2 separate regions of the Rattus norvegicus genome follow, and region 1 is linked to region 2. Evidence: chromatin contacts called from public Hi-C data. All regions are on one chromosome and are shown on one strand. Each heading gives the region's core, a stretch centred on a gene start, on an enhancer-like site or on the middle of the called end of the contact. The rest is flanking DNA. Distances are from core to core; before and after follow the strand shown. Region 1 holds the start of Hk2 (hexokinase 2). Region 2 overlaps Hk2 (hexokinase 2).

Region 1 (4,263 bases), core at 703-3,202, 36 kb after region 2:
AAGGTGAACGAACCACAAGACAGGAGTTAGAACTCACTTCCAGAGACTCCCATGTCACTCCTAGGAACAGATGACTCCACCAAATGTCCCCTAGGAGTGTCTGTGGTGCTTCCACGGTTCCATCACCGGGAGAGAAAGTTCATAAAAAGAATTCAGACGTCCAAAAGGGAAATTCACTCTCCACAGGATTAAGGAGTCTTCCTCCACTTTGTGATTTAGGAATTGTCAAGATATGGTTGAATCAAGAATAGGGGGGAAAAAGAATAGATAAACCCCAATGGAGTCTGCAAAAATCGAGCCAACCTAAAGGCAAATTTCTAAACCTTATTAAAGTGCAGGATCACATTCCAAGATACTAGAGAAACTCAAATTAATCAGGTGCCTCTCTTAAATCTGGAGGTTCATCTGCCAGGACCTTGGAAACATCAAAGACAACCTATCATCCTGTCCCACGCACTCAGGACCATGAGAAAGAGGGTGGGAGGGCTAGAACGTGGTCAAGGCACTTTCTCTAAAATCTGTTCTTGTTAGACACTAATTTTAAATGTGTAACTGAGCAACGGTTCGCAGCAATTCTAACACAAACCTCTGGACAGCAGCCCCCCTCCCCCGGCCCCCGCCCCATACTAGACCATTCCCTCTCTTAAATCCTGGACTAGGGCCCAGGACAGGAACCAATCCCGTAATCCTGGGTATTTTAGAAACTCAATTCTCCCGGGAGTTAGAGCGCTCGGGGCCTGGCTCCGATCCACCCCCACCTCCCTAGCCTGAAGCCGAATGTGAGGCTCCAAGCAGGGCCCGAGGCTCTTTCTTATGTAAATGACGCTCCCTGAGAGCTGGAGTTTGCCGGGACCGCAGAGTGAGGTGGGGCTCAGGAGGGTCAGAGCTATTAAAGGTTCATTTTCAGAGACCAAGAAAAAAAACAAAAACAAATTAAAAAAAAAAAAAGAAACTTTGGGAATCGTGGGGTGGGAAGGTGAGTCCACTCCGTGTAACTTTTAGTAGCAAATCAGAAAATACTACCCAAAATCCGCCCCCAACTCGGAGGCCAGACACGGGGACGAGAGGCGGGGCGGTCCCCAGGAAGGTCTGCTGTGAGGGGGCGCCCCTTTCGAGCCTCAGTTCCGGGCAGTTCAGTTCCGGGGAGGGGGCGCGGCAGGCCGGTCTTTCTGCGCCCTTTCCCGCTCCTTCCTGGGTGGCTCTCTCCCCCACGCCACCCCCGATCCACCTCCAAGGGGCGCCACGAGGAACCCATGGCCTCTCCAACGCATCCTTAAGTTTAAGAGGGCCGGGCCTCAGCTGCTACACGCTTCCACCCCGCCTCCTCCCCTACGCTGGATCCTTCCCCACGTGCTCCTTCCGGAACTCGGGCTGCAGAAGGGGGCTCCTCCCACGTGGGCGCAGCAGTCTCAGACTACGTGCAGGGCGGCCGGCCCGTCTAGAAATTAGGGGCTTTAAGGGTGGGGAGGATGCTCGCGGATCCCGGGAAAGTGGGAGTATCGGTGATGCGCGGCCGGGCCACGAGGGTGCCTAGCAGACGTGGTTTCTGGCGCTCAGGACTTTCCCAGCTACTCAGACTGGTTCCACGTCCCCAGCCCCGGAGGAGGAAGCAGGTCCTCTGCGTGCTCCAGATTCCCGGAGAGCACGCAACTTGGTCCGAAGCGAGCCAGCAGCTCCCGCCCGTGCCGACTTACCTTCTGCACTTGGTTTTGGTTGAGCTCCGTGAATAAGCAGGCGATCATATGCGAGGCGATCATCCTGCTGCGGCGAGTCGGGGTCGAGTAGAGAAACCGAGGCTCGAGCGCTACCGGTGGAGCGGGCAGAGCAGTTCGACCGCTTTGAAACCAGGCCCGGGTGTCCGGCTGGGATCGGAGACTCCAGGAGCCACACAAAGAAGCTTAACCACGATGGCTCACCAGCTGAGGGCCTCGCGTTTCCAGAAACAGGTTTTCCTCCTTTTTTCTTTTCCTTTTTTTTTTTTTTTTTAAGTCACAACTACTAGAAGGCACCTAAGTCTCACTCCTGCCGACCGGTCTAGTTGCTCAGCGTCCCGTCGCTAACTTCGCCCACGGGATCCGTAAGGCTCAACTTCGCAAAAATGACAGTTCTGTTCCTCTCGGGCGATCGCACCTTATCAGAGTCACTGGAGTGATGCTCCTGCCTTCGGGTCTCCTAAGCGGGATAACTCCGTGTAGCCTGTGGTGTCCTGAGACTCTAGCACTGGAGTTGGTGCAACAATGTGGCTTATTGAGGGGCTGCCGGCTCTTTGGGCCGCCCAAGACAGTGACGTGGGCGCGCTCATTGGCTGCGGGAAGAGGGTGTGTGCGCTCTCCGGCTGCCCGCCCGCAGTCCACAGCCAATCAGCGCCCAGAGCCCGCGGGCGCGGCTGCTCCAGCACCCAAGCAGGCGGCGGGAGAGACGCGCCCGAGGCTAGGGGCGGAGCCGGGCGCCAGAGTTGGGACGTGTGTTCCGTGGCTAGAGCCCGGGACTCCAGGGCGCATGAGCCACCGCCGCGTCAGGCTGGGCTTCGGGTGGGGGGCGCGTGATCACGGACCCAAGAGATGTTGGGAGACTGGAAAGACAAGTGATCCTAGCAGCACACGCCACAATCTGGTATCTGAGGATCATGTGAGGGGCCGCCAGTGCCCTGTCACAAGTCTGAAGCACCTTGATTCTCATCCTAATTGTGGCTCAACGAGTCTGCAGATCCCTGAAGCAAAGCCATTACAAAAGTCAGCCCTTCGTAATCGTCACACCTATAGCATATGTTTTACAAATTAGGGAACTAGGCACTGTGCTGTTAATGAGCTTTGCCCAAGGTCACATCGCCAACAAGTGGTAGGTGAAGACAGAACACGTCTCACTCTGAAATGCAATCTCCCCACCCTGGTATATTATCCCGCCTTTCTTGAAGCCAGGAAAGTAAAAGGCTGGAGAGAAACCTTGTCAGGAGCTAGGACTGATAGGCGGGAGGAGAAAGTGCATGTGTAACTGCTTGGCTCAAGTGGTGTGAATTGGTTTATAGAGGCTGAGAAGAGCCCACCTCTACCTCAGCTCACGCCTGACACCAGACTCTTAAGTTCACATAGATGAGTAGACGCCAGCGATATTGAAGTAGCACCTCAAATGGCATGAGGTTGTTGCTGGTGGAGAATGGGAAACCTGGGAGTTGGAAAGTTACATGGAAAGAAGACAGGGCCTACCATTTCCAAACAGTCTCGCTCCCCAAGCTCTCTCCCCACCTCTGGAGTGGCATGGGCCACTACTGGAGATCAAAGCACTCTGCCGACTGAAGTACACCCCAGCCCACGTTGCTCTGCTGGGCCGCTTCTACCATGTTCTCTGGTGTGGTTCATCTATTCCCTCGATGGGCGATTCCTCCCAGCACTGTCGACAGCAGTTACACCATCTGCACACAGGTACTCACAAACCTAATCTACAAAGCAAGAACTTTCCCCCAGGGCTTCTAACTTTCTTAGCCAGCTATGGTTTGTCATCCCAGCAGAGGTGACTAGCACCTCACACTTAACATGTACTAAGCTGAACTTCTTAGGTTTTTTTTTTCCTTTACCAGTTGTCTCCACAAATGACATCACCATCCATGGTGTCTTCCTGCCACCTGCTCTTACAACTATCCACTCCATCGGGGAGCAGTTAGTCTAACTGCAAATCAAAAAGGCCAGACCCTCATGGCCAGGCCATCGATGACTCCACCCGAGTCCGTGTAATGTCACTTAGCTGCCATTTTTAGCTACCTCTAGTTTGACCACCATGAGCCCTCTTACTCAAGAGCTAAAGAGACTTGTTTAAAATACAAGCCAGTGCTTTGTGGGGTGGCACAAATTTGTAGTCCCAGTGCTCCAGAGGTGGAGACAGAAGAGTCAGGAGTTCAAGGCCAACTTGGTAAGCATGAGACCTTGGATGGATGGATAGATAGATAGATAGATAGATAGATAGATAGATAGATAGATAGATACGCAGGCAGGCAGGAGATAAGATTAGATTGATTGATAGATATATACCAAACTGTCTTTTTGGGGGGGAAGAGTCTTAAAACCATTATTGTTTTCTTATCTTCAAATAAAATCCAAACTCCTAAGAATGACTATTAGAAGTAATTTTTAAGGCTGGACATGGTGGCACATACCTTTAATCACAGCCCTTGGGCGGCAAACGCAGGCAAATCTCTGAGTTCGAAGCCAGTCTGGTCTACCAAGCAAGTAGAGAGAGAGGTGGGGGAGGGGGGGAGAGAGGGAGAGAGAA
Region 2 (4,148 bases), core at 967-3,466:
TGTTCTCTTTGATTCGCCACAGCACCGCGGCCAGGGTGGCTGCGCACAGACTGGCCGAGCGCGTGGACACAATCTGGCAGATTCGGTGCGTGGCCACACAATCCTCCTGCAATGGATTCAGACCCAGGCGCATCAGGATTTGGTAGGCCTTCTCGATTCCATCCTTATCCCTGGGAAACAGACAGGGTGTGAGCCATGCTGAATTCACTGTGGCCAGTGGGAGGGGCTGTGGGCTGGCAAGGGAGTCCCTCGGTTCTAGCAAAGTCATCCTTCCAGGGAGAGCTGACTACACAGTAATTCAAGGCTCCTCTCCCAGACCACCCACACACGCACACAGGCATACGCACACAGAGGGAGGTCTGGTTTCTGTAGGTGCTCTTGTTTCCCACAAGGAAAACCTTGCAGTTCCTTTGTGTGTACCTTAGAAAGACAAGACCCTGTTTTCCCTGCTGCACATGCTGAGTAAGAGAACGTGTGGGTGTGGGTTCCTGCTCACTGCAACTCAGCTGCCGGCCACCACTGAGTACTTCAATTCAGTGTGAGCCCCACCTGCTGCACTCTAGAAAGGCAAAAGCCAGTCTGTCTGAAGACATTGGGAAAGGGCTGGAGGTAGGGCCTGAGCCTCTCCTTGAGGAGCCCCATGCCTCTATAACACGGGCCTTCATCTCCCTTTGGGCTTAACAAAGAGCAGGCAGAACTGCTCCAAGGGTCCTCGTTAGCAAAGTCCTTTGAACTATTTCATTGGCCTTCTTTGCCTAAAACTACTTCCTCTCTCCATCACGTCCCTGAAACTCTAAGACCCCCTCAATCAAGTAGAAATCTGAAGCTCAGAACAGCAGACCTAAATCTTTGCAACACTGTTTGGTGATGTCGTTGGCAAGCACAAGAACCTGAGTTCAATCCCCACAATTTATGCTATATAAAAAAGATTCAGATGTGGTTTGTCTCTAATCCCAGAGCACTGGGGAGGTGGGGACCAGTAGATCCTTGGAGGCTCATTGGTCAGTTAGCCTAGCTTCCTTAGTAAACTCCAGGCTAGTGAGAAAGTCTGTCTTCAAGGTAGACATTGCAGGGCTGGAGAGATGGCTCACAGGTTAAGAGCACCAACGGGAGTTCAATTCCCAGCAACCACATGGTGGCTCACAACCATCTGCAATGGGATCTGATGCCCTCTTCTGGTGTGTCTGAAGACAGCTGCATGAAAGAGATACATCTAAGAGAAAAAAAAAAAAAAAGGCAGAACACATACCCACACACGAATACACAGGCACACAGAGGCACACACAGAACTCCAAACCAAGCCCCTCATTTCCCTCCCCGGTTCCTGCCCTGCTCATGGAGACTTAGAAGCTTACTCTTCAATATCCGAGACATCTTTGGTCTCGAAGGAGCCAGTGGTAAGGAGTTCTGGGCTGAGTTTCCCTTGGAACAACAGCTCTGCCTTGGCCATCTTCACCAGGATGAGCCTGACCAGCTCCCCCATGTACATCCCGCTAATCATCTTCTCAAACCTGCAGAGACACCAGTGACACCCCACCATCAACAGATGCACAGCCTCTCTCCTCCAGAGGGCACACATGCGACACACAAAACCTCAAACCAACCTGGGTGGTAGTGAGACTCTGTCTCAAGGGGGAAAAAAAACAAACCCAGTAATAATAGTAACATCATAGATTCCCAATAGGAAACAAGATGGCTATAATTCCCACTCATCCCACCGACATTGCCTTCACCGATTTGTGAATTCAAGAAAATGTGTGGTAAGAGCCTGGACAGAGTCTGGGAGGTGGTAGTTCATGCCTTTAATCCCAGCACTTGGGAGGCAGAGGCAGGTGGATCTCTATTAGCGCAAGTCTAGCGTTGTCTAAAAAAAAAAAAAAAGTAACCGGATAGAGACTGGGGTAAAGTTCCAGGGCAGGCTAAAAGAGAGCTCAAGAATCTGGTGAACACGTTGAGAACCAAAGAAAGAAATCAACGCCAGCACTTAAGGAAGTCCAGTAATTTAATTTCCCACCACTAGGTGGCACTGTTTTCTTTAGCGATTACTAAAGCCTCGGCCCACGTGACAGAAGAAACCGAGCCCTTCGGATTATCTTCTAGGTAAAGAAAGCCCCTTGATGTCTCATAAAGGAGCGGAGTCTAGAAGACAGGAAGCATGTACTAACTAGGACAGGGCTGTGTACTAACTAGGATGGGCCATGCCACCCAGGAGGCCCAGCAGGGGTGTGGCACAGAAAGAATGCCTAGCAGGAACTGAAAACCAGCAGGATGTGACTTGCTCAGAGCCAGGCTAAAGGAGCACTGGCAGCGTTCCAGACTCCAGCTATGCCAACATTTGGGAGGCCGAGGCAGGAGGACAATTGGAGAAATGGTTAAGAGTGAGTACCACTCTGGCAGAACAAAATTTGATTCCCAGCACCCAGGACTACATGTATGTAATTCTAGTGTCAGAGGATCCAGCGCCCTCTTCTGGCCTCCCCAGCAGTAGGCATACATGCGCACAGTGCACTTAATACAAAAAAGAAAAAAAAGGACCAAAACCCAAAAATAAATAAAAGGAAAAAAAAAACAAAACAAAACAATCAAGTTCATCTCAGCAAGTCCAAAGTCAGCTTAGCCCGCATGAGAAACTGTCTCAAAGACCAAAAAACCCAAAGCTCTAACATAGCAGTTGCTCCTGGTGACCAGCAGCCTGGCTTCAGCACTGTAGATTTCCACTGTCTACACCACGCTGTCAACAAGACGGCCTCATGGTAGCTGAGGAATGGTCCTTCATCAGTGGCTCTTCACAACAGGACTGTCCAGCAGGACTTGAGGGTCACCCCAGAGGGCAGTTTGGAAGACTACAGTCCAATCACTGTCAGCCATCGATGGCGAGCCCCTACTGATGCTCCCAGGGACCCCTGGCTCCTAACCACTGTGGGATTCATGATGTGGGTTCATCCCACCAAGGGAAGCAGGCACCAGTGAATGGCTTTTCAGCTGACCTCTCGGCACCCACAGAGACACAACCACATGATCCTAAAGAAAGTGCAAGTGCACAGAGTCGCATTTCAACATGGAGAAGCCTGTGACTCTAAGAAAGGCTACCCACCTCTGCCCCAGTGTGGAGAGCTAGCTGGGTTCTCTGGGCTCCTTTTCCCAATAGAGATCAGAGCTAAGTTTTTCTAAAACACTCACAGCACCAAGAGGACCACAGAAATAAATGACACATTGCTCAAAAACGGTTTTGCAACTGCCCTTGGCCCTTGCAGCAGCCACCAATGCTGTTTCAAGATCTTCCACAGAGGAGCAGTTCAGCAAATTTTGAGAAAAGAAGGTTGTGTAAGGGTCAAAAGGAGGGCCAGAGGGGCTGCTCTTGCAAAGAACCCAGAGCAGACACTCAGCACCCATATGGTGGTTCACAATTATGTGTGACTCCAGTTCCAGGGGATACAATGCCCTCTTCAGATCTCCAGTCACTGAGTACACAAATGGTACACACACGGCAAAACACTCACACATAAAAAGAAATGAATAGGGCTGGAGAGATGGCTCAGTGGTTAAGAGCACTGACTGCTCTTCTGAGGTCCTGAGTTCAAATCCCAGCAACCACATGGTGGCTCACAACCATCTGTAATGGGATCTGATGCCCTCTTCTGGTGTGCCTAAAGACAGCCACGGTATACTTATATATAATGAATAAAATAAATCTTTTTAAAAAAAGAATAAATCTAATTTAAAAAGAAGAAATACAAAGTCTTAAAAAAAAAAAAAGTCAAAAGTAACAAAAATAAGGCTGTGGCACATAAGATCCAGGGTGCAAAATGCTAAGCTTTCACCTCCAATTTTCCCTGGGTCATAACTGGGCCAGAGACCTAGTGTGATTGAAGAGAAGCCCTGGGACTCTGAATAAGCAGCAATTAAAAAAAAAGTCAACACTGGGCAGCGTATCTTTAATCCCAGCACTTAGGAAGAAGCAGAAGCACGTGAGTCTCTGTGCGTTTGAATCTGGGTTTCATCTACATAGTCAGCTCCAGGCCACCATAAACTAAACAGTGAGACCCTGTCTCAAACCCAACAAAACACCAAATCAAGGCCAGGTTTGTAGCTCAGTTGGTAGTGTTTGCCTGGGTTCAATTCCCGTCATCAGATAATATCAGCTGCTG

Evidence for each region. A called contact is a pair of places that touch in the nucleus more often than the background predicts.
Region 1: a Hi-C map of the A7r5 cell line shows a contact between it and region 2, with 2.9 times the contacts expected there. The contact joins the promoter of Hk2 here to the enhancer-like site in region 2. A contact is called at or near these places in 5 of 12 Hi-C or Micro-C datasets (the A7r5 cell line, the Rat2 cell line, Schwann cells and 2 more).

The regions. Positions count from the first base shown.
Region 1 is chr4:116,839,323-116,843,585 of GRCr8, forward strand. It overlaps Hk2 (hexokinase 2), which reads right to left and starts at 1,953. Exons shown (of 18, transcript NM_012735.2): 1 at 1,695-1,953. The coding sequence starts at 1,757.
Region 2 is chr4:116,803,170-116,807,317 of GRCr8, forward strand. Hk2 (hexokinase 2) reads right to left here. Exons shown (of 18, transcript NM_012735.2): 8 at 1,356-1,511; 9 at 1-170. Among named protein-coding and RNA genes, the nearest start is that of Hk2, 36 kb to the right of the region's middle. Within about 2 kb of position 2,217, at least 14 of the 93 cell types and tissues checked have an H3K27ac peak or open chromatin away from gene starts, as enhancers often do. A contact at or near this core is called in the A7r5 cell line, where this site is marked.